Regions from separate parts of the Triticum aestivum genome. Here region 2 is linked to region 1. The links are chromatin contacts, called in public Hi-C maps. All regions are on one chromosome and are shown on one strand. Each heading gives the region's core, a stretch centred on a gene start, on an enhancer-like site or on the middle of the called end of the contact. The rest is flanking DNA. Distances are from core to core; before and after follow the strand shown. Region 1 holds the start of LOC123107704 (low temperature-induced protein lt101.2). Region 2 holds the start of LOC123104801 (cyclic nucleotide-gated ion channel 17).

Region 1 (4,115 bases), core at 817-3,316:
CTAAACAAGATTGGACCAACACTAGTTTCTTCTCATAACCTAATAGCCTTCCTCTCCATCCAGCAACTTTTTTAGAACTTTATCAACCACAGGTTGCAAGTCTTCTCTTCTGAGCTTGGAGTGATGGAGAGGAAAACTAAGATATTTCAAGGGGAAAGTTCCCAGGGCACAAGATAGGGCTTGAGCCACATTCTGGGCTTCTTCCTCCTTGACATTGATAGGAACCAGATCACACTTATGAAAATTGATTCTCAAGCCAGACATTTGTTCAAAACAAGAGAGCAACCATTTTAAGTTCTTAGTAGATTCCAAGTTATTTTCCAAAAATAACAAAGTATCATTTGCATATTCCAGGCTGGTTACTCCTTGAGGAAAAATATTAGGCATCAACCCAATCAACATTTTGTTTTTAGCATCTTTATTTAGCATTCTGCTAGAAACACCAGCTACCAGGTTGAAAAGCAAAGGGGAGGCAGGATCACCTTGTCTTACCCCTTTATAAATCTCAAAAAATCACTATTACAATCATTAATTCTAACACCTACATACTGTTTATAAAGAATGGATTTAATTTTTTTCATCCATTTAGGGCTAAATTTCCTCTGGTACATGACTTTCATCAAGAATTCTTTACTAATTCTATCATAGGTTTTCTCATAATCCAACTTAAAGTCAAAACCCTCCTTTTTATTAATCACAACATCATGAATAATTTCATGAGCTGTTACCACACTCTCCACTATAAACCTGCCTTTAATGAAGGCAGTTTGGTTTTGGGAGATGATCTCTTCCCCAGGTTAAAGACCATCCTTTTTATTGCCCATGGTGAGCACTATGAGCGCATCATTCACACACACCTAACTGTCTGCTCACAAGGAATGGACGCAGGCCAAGACTTGGCCAAGAGCACAGTCGAGTGGCGACCAATGGATGCGATCTTGGAGTAGTGGGGGAGGGGGGGGGGGGTGCCATGGGGGGTGAAGAGAAAGGAGAAAGCAAAGGGGGATGGGCCAAAAAAATAATTACGAAGTGGTCCGTCGGCCTAGTAGCATACAACACGATTTCCTATTAGACGTCACTATGATGGTCAAAGCGAGAGGTTTGACTAACCAAACACGACTAACGGTTTGGCATCTTCATAACCTAACACGAGACACAACAACAAACAATTAGTGTGTCTGACAAAGAGAACGGACACATTTATCGGTTAGTCAGCTCGAGAAGATGCGCCGACACCTGTTAACAATGCGTGACTAAGCGCATCGACCTGTTTAGTCATGTAAATTGTTTGTGGAATGTCGCGACACATATTCTAACTAGGTTTTGTGAGTCCTCCGGTGACTCTATTTTTCATGTAACCTCGAGTTGTATCAGGAAGGCACTTTATCTTAATTATACTTGATCAATAAAGTGTGATATTCCTCAAACAAGAAAAAGCCCTGTAGTTGGATGGTTAAATGGACAATGATATCATAGCCCATCAGGGTTCAAGTCCTGATGCTCGCATTTATTGAGGATTTATTTTAGAATTTTCGGCGATACGCGTTCAGTGGGAGGAGACGTTCCCGTTGACTACGAGGCACCTATAGTGACTTTGTAAAATCTTAAAATGATATGCCGACTTATTCTGTCGGAGATACTCATACGGATAGAATATACGTGTAACGCGTTTATAGGGATGAGTGTATATGCGTATGTATGAGCGCTTGTGTCTATACTGATGTTAAAGAAAAAACAATGCGTGACTACGGGTGAGTAGGTGCACACGGCCATCGAATTAACGTGACACGAGAAAATGTACGATCTTCCGGCCAAAAGCCGTGTTGCTCACTTGCACGGACGTTTTACACCGGCACAACACAAGGCAGCATATACCGTTTGTCGTATCGGAATTCAAGCCGGAATTTATTTAGTTGTGTCGGAATTCAGAATTACAGGGTGGAGAAACCGGGCACCGTTCAAGTAGTATGTAAATAGCCACTTCAAATGCTCCACGTGTTGTGATATAAATTTTCTGGGTCCGTGCATGGTGGCACGTTGTGGCCGTTTCGCCGTCGATCCGCGTGGCATGGCATGTCGGCACAGCCAGCCAGCAGCCCAGCAGCACCACAACTTGTGTAATAAAGTCTCCTTCCGTCCTTCCTTCCTTCCCCGACAGAGCAACGCGGCCCAAATCCAAACCCCCCGGACCAGCAGAGCAAGAGAAGGGAGAGAGAGAGAGAGAGAGATCTCCATCCCCGATGGCGTCCCGGAGCTGCACCTTCGTCGAGATCCTGCTCGCCGTCATCCTGCCGCCGCTCGGCGTCTTCCTCCGCTACGGCTGCTGCAGCGTAAGCAATCCATCCCCTTCCTCTCCTCTCCCCCGCGAGGCGATCCTGCTGGGCTGGATGGATGGATCCATGCTGGATCCTGATATATAGCATACTAACAACAGTGTTGATTGGTCTTTCTTTCTGTCTGTCTTGAACAGATGGAGTTCTTGATCTGTCTGCTGCTCACCATCCTGGGCTACATCCCCGGCATCATCTACGCCATCTACGTGCTCGTCGCGCATGGCTCGGCCTCGGAGGAGAGCGGCAAGGACTACGACGCCCTTGCTTGATGTCCTGTAGCAACTCATGCCGTGCGAATCAACATCGTGTGTGTGTGTGTGTGTGTGTGTGTGTGGCGTGTGTTTGTGTTTCCATCTGCACTGTGTGGCGTGCCTTCCTGTGATTCTCATACAACCGAATAAATTTCAGCTCTGAAGATTTTTTCCACTGGTTTACGCCAGTCGGTGAGCAGGTTTGTGTAACAAACAGGAGTTACGATCCCAGGATTCCCCACCACTCGATTTTGTGTGCTCTATGCTTCGTTGCTGGTAACCACCCCTCGTCAAATGTGTCTCTCTTTTGATGGTGCAAATGCCTTGTTTCCAAACCCTTTTACTCCTATACACTTCCTCCATTTCAAAATATAGTGCGTCCGCGTTTTTCGAGGTTCAACTTTGACCATAAATTTAACCAATGAGACCAACTGCGGCGGAAAAAAATTTATATAATTGAAAACTTCTTTCGAATACGAATTTTCACTGATATAATTTTTGCTCCCGCTACAATCAGTCTTGATAGTTAAATTTACGGTCAAATTTAAAGTACGTGGATAGAGAAAGCACTACATTACATTGTGGAATGGAGAGACGTTTAGACAATTCGGACAAAGGACAAAACAGTTCAGTGTCGACTGTCCAAAATGTCTTATCAAAAAGGAGGGAGTGATGTATGTCACGTCGTCCTGATGTAGAGGTAGGGAAGGATCAAACTGTCTTTTTAAGTAGGATAGGAGAGAAGTTTTAGAACCATCATCATGGAGTACTAAGTAATAAGCGCACCAAACGCGGCAGCAGATGCTGTCAAATGTCCAAAACAAGCCGCCGAGACGTGCTTTTGTTTCGGCATGGGTATGCTGTGGACGTGCTGACAGCCCGAAAGGAGAACTTGCTGTCTCGCCTTCACCTGGGCTGGAGAGAAGCAGAGGTTTGCTTGCTTCTCATCTCATCTCATCTCATCTCATGTGATGGGCTGGATGGGGCATCCATGCAGGTGCGGCTCGTCGTCGGCTACTTTACTAGAGCAGGAGCAGCAGTTGGAGATGGCGGGACGGCTCGGCGCCGGCCCTGATGGAGGAGCTGCAAGGATGCTGCTTTACTGGCGGTCTTACATTTTGAGGCGGAGCGAGCAGTATGTATGTATGTATGTATGTATGTATGCTCGGCGGCACTGATTGACGCACTTTGGTTGGATGCCGCTCTCGCTATTTAGATGCCACGACATCTAAAGAGCCTTGCCACCGACCGATACTTCCGATAATAGTCAACAATGGATTATATGCATGCTACCAAATCAATCCTCATTCCCTCCGTCATTCTACGCAACAGCCTCTGTTCATATGGATGGGTAAAGAGGTAATGGCATAGGTGGTGCTCGAACTTTCACTTCAGTGCCTAAACATGAAAAAATACGTTGAACTGGTCCTAAAACTTGACGCGATCATGCAAATACGGTGCTAATGCCATTCATAGACGTAAAGGGTACTAATGTGGCACAACATTTGATCGGCGCGGCGTAGTATCCACT
Region 2 (4,099 bases), core at 297-2,796, 270 kb after region 1:
ACAACCCCTACCCCTTACTTCCTCAATCATAGGTCCATACACTAAAAGTCTCTCGCATTAGATTGAGTTTGGCTGCCACAACTTGGTAGTCGGTCTCCATCACTAGATTGTCTATGCTCAACTCTTCGGCTAGCTACACCACTCGGCAACACACCTTGACGTCTGCTAACTATGGCTTAGTTTTGGTGGAAAAAACGGTCATGCTCCCGCAATGAAGATGCCCTATGGTTCCTAAGGACAACACCATCACCTCCTCTGTCGCCGATTTAAGTGTTGCCTTGTCAGCATTGGCCTTGACCCACCCATCCTCAGGAGGAGTCCAAGGAGACCTTGTCGGGGGGCGGATGAAAAGCCTGAATATGCTTAGGAGCAGTTGTTCATTCCTCCAAGAAGAAGACCACCTTGTCGACCATGATATTAGGGTCACATATTCTGCAACCGTCTTTTACCTCATTTCACGTCGACGAAATCTGGTAGACCGCGTGAGAGAAATTTCTGAATCATACAAAACAAAAATCTCTTCAATATACAAAGTGTTTCGCGAGAAGCTTGTTGACGAATATTGGCATTGCTAGTTTTACTTGTGTTTTCGTGATTAAATGTGTGTTGTTTGGTCTTATGATTTAGTAATGATCCTCGCTTGGGACAAAAAGCTGCTCTTTGAACAATCGTAATTCACATGTGTCTATTGGTAGAGTTGTTTGAATAATAATGGAGAAAATTACGGTGTGTAGCCCCTCCTTCTATGCATGCTTTTCTCCCCCTCCCTTGCAAGGCGACTTAGGCAAAGCCTTCCCCCTCCCCCGTCGATCTCCACCGATGAGTCCATGGATCCAAACTCGGGCTAACTCAAAACCACGTGGATTTGCAGGATTTTGAACAGATCCCGGCAAGAGTGAGGATAACCGAACAAACACTAAGTAGTTGAATTCCCGAACTTAATTTTGCATGTGCAATTTGCCATTCAAACCCTATCTTTGTCTCTCACAAGACCATCCTCATAATTATTTTGACCTAGACTGAAGTTTATCAGAGTCCCCACGCATAGAGAGAGGACTATCACGACAAGCTAGCGGTGCATGATGATGACTGAGCCAGACGTTGGGCTTGAACCAAGATGCGCTGACAAAAGTAGACTTTGCAACCATATGGTACTATCCACCTGGGTAGACCCCTCGTCCAAGAATGAGCACTCCATCCAGTCGTGTGCGTAAGGCGGTTTAGGATCCTTGCCGGTCAAACATTCTTCCATCGCCATGAAGAACCGGACCAACACCGCTGCCGCGAAATCGATATGGATAGACCCGAATAGAACAATGTTTTGTGATTTATAATCATTTTCATTCGAGTCGTCGGAGTATCTCAATAACAATAAAAGGTCAGAGCTACATCATGGAGACCGTGTCAATGTCCAAATCGACATGCATTTGTGTCGGTCTGAAGGGGGAAGGATGGATTGACCTTGCAATGAAAATATCGGACCCCACCTGCCAGTGTGAGGGATTTTTTGGCCGTGTGGGCACCCCGAGCTTTCGGCAGACACTTCCACGAACGAACAGGCAGCCGTCGTCTGGTCCGCTCGGTCCAACCTTTCCTCTCCCGAAAAAAAAAAAAGAAACAACTGCAAAGGCAACAGCCTTTCTCCGCCGAATCACCGGACCCGCGCGCGCGAGCTCGTCGTGGCATGGTGGCGATCCGCGGCCGGCAGCAGCGCCAGCAGCTTCGCCGCGCTCTCCGTGCCCCGCTCCCCTGACCGGCCGCGCGAGATTCGGAGGAGCGGCGGCGGCGGACGCCATGTTTGGGTCCCGGGTCCAGGATGGGGTGGAGATGCAGCAGCGGCGGACGACCAACAGGTGCGTGCCCGCGTTCTCTCGGCTCTCGTGGGCGGCTGGATTTAGCGGCACGGGGCCTCCCCGGAACGCTGCCCGTGAAGAGGAGGGACGGCCCTCCTGGGACGATCGAGGATGCCGCGTTAGATTATTTTTGCTTGGACTAGGTGTTGACTTAGGGGGAGAGGAGGATTCTGGCCATGGTTTGAGTTGGAGTAAGTTGTAGTGAGTTGGAGTTGGCAGGATTTAGCTTCGGCGTCTGCTTCGTTGCTGCCTCGGGGGATCGAACCAGCCGAATTCGAGTTTTGGTTGCTTAGGCTTGACAAGGCGTACAGTACGTTGGGGAGTGGTGGTAGTTTTGGAGCTGGGAATAGGAACGTGAGAGCTCATTTTGCTTCCCTATGTTCTAGCATATGCATGTTTGTTTGCTACTAGTACTCATTTGTATGCATCCAGAAATTAAGGACCAAAAGTGAAATAGGCTATATTTTTGACTCAGCTTACTTCATTTATCTACCGGTTTCCGTGCATCGAGGAATTAAGGACCAAAATGAAACATTATGTCATTGCGATGCTACCTAGTTACCAGGAGATTGCAGATGAGAACAACTCCTATTGTCATCTGTTCCTGTGGGAGCTCTCAGTATCCACAGACCATGTCGACGTTGTGCAGTTTTTAGCACTTCTCTAAGTTGCTCTTCTACTCTGTCTTCAGGATCTTTCCCGATGAGAGGCAGGATCAATCCAAGATGCCGTTTCAAGCCGGACGGGTCGACAGATTCGCTGCCAACAGGATAGACCCAAAGACCCTCGAGAAGCTCAAATTGATGAATGAGGGCAACGTGCCATGGCACAGCCGCATCCTCGACCCCAGAAGCAGCGTGCTGCTGACATGGAACAGGGTGTACCTGGTGGCCTGTCTCTTCGCGCTCTTCATCGACCCTTTCTTCTACTACCTGCCATTTGTCAGAGTCATGGACCAAAGCACTGGTGTTTCGTGTGTTGCCGAGGACCAACGATTGAGAAATACTATGACCGTTCTGCGGACACTCGCTGACTTGTTTTATGTGCTCAACATTGCGATAAAGTTCCATACTGCATATGTAGACCCAAAGTCCAGAGTCCTAGGGAAGGGAGAGCTTATTGTGGATCTAAAGAAGATTCAAAGAAGATACGTCACATCAGATCTCTGTATAGACATACTTGCAGCCATACCACTTCCACAGGTAAATAACTCGAATCTTGTTGCGGCACTTGTCGCATTTTTCATGGCAACTACCTTAAGTATATTCCACTTTTCCAGCTTCAGTGTTAATATCCATATTCTTTCGTACTTAAATTGATTCGTTATCATCTTTGTGGCAAAGATTGGTATGGTTCGTTGGGTGAGCACTGAACAGCAAGCCTTTAGTTGAGCCTATTGGATTCTTTCCCTTTGATTCGCTTTCCAAACCAAGACATCTGGACAGTGCCTCTTGTTTTTACATTAACCACATGAATTTAACCAGAAAATCGAAACTTTTAAAAGGTGGACCCAACTAGGTTTCCTCTGCAAAGAGTCAAAAAATACCCAAAAGATTTATTTTCTGTTAACTGCCACTTATATCCCATAGGTCTTTTTTCCTTTTCGTACTTCATCTGTTAATCGCCACTTAGATAATTTGTAAATGTTAGGAGTTTATGAAATCTAGAATTGCCAACTTATTTCAGCCAAACTTTATGCAAAATAAATTTATCTGTATAACTGAATTGTTTGACGACTAATTATCCCAAATATTGAATATCTATTACTTGATTGTTAAATCTACAGTGATAATGTGAATCTTCTGTTTTTTTTGCAGGTTACTGTTTGGTTAATCATGCCTGGGATTAAACGCTCAGATTATAACATCCAAAACACTACATATGCTCTTATTATTTTGGTTCAGTATGTCTTAAGAATGTATCTCGTTGTACCTTTAAGCAATCAAATCATCAAAGCTGCCGGAGTAGTTGCAAAGTCAGCCTGGGGAGGAGCAGCATACAATCTTCTGCTCTACATGCTTGCAAGTCATGTATGGTCACCTCAACCACTACCTCAGCCGTGTAATCAATTCCTAGTCACCTACTCAGAATAAAGTTCTAGGGAATTTGCAGCTCATGTAGTTTGTAATTCTATGTACAACTGAAAGATAAGTAGAAGTCGCCTCTGCTAAATATGGAACCTAAAATATCAGTTCATTAGGTTTTTCATACCTCATCTCGTAACTGGAATAGGCCAAAAGAGAATA

What was found. A called contact is a pair of places that touch in the nucleus more often than the background predicts.
Region 2: a contact with region 1 is called in a Hi-C map of leaf, with 4 times the contacts expected there. The contact joins the promoter of LOC123104801 here to the promoter of LOC123107704 in region 1. A contact is called at or near these places in 1 of 5 Hi-C or Micro-C datasets (leaf) and 1 of 1 datasets of contacts at active chromatin or transcription factors (leaf).

Annotation. Positions count from the first base shown.
Region 1 is chr5A:563,495,615-563,499,729 of IWGSC CS RefSeq v2.1, forward strand. It overlaps LOC123107704 (low temperature-induced protein lt101.2), which reads left to right and starts at 2,067. Exons shown (of 2, transcript XM_044529648.1): 1 at 2,067-2,330; 2 at 2,471-2,759. The coding sequence starts at 2,241. The coding sequence ends at 2,602.
Region 2 is chr5A:563,768,834-563,772,932 of IWGSC CS RefSeq v2.1, forward strand. LOC123104801 (cyclic nucleotide-gated ion channel 17) reads left to right here and starts at 1,547. Exons shown (of 7, transcript XM_044526701.1): 1 at 1,547-1,853; 2 at 2,545-3,055; 3 at 3,671-3,883. The coding sequence starts at 1,795.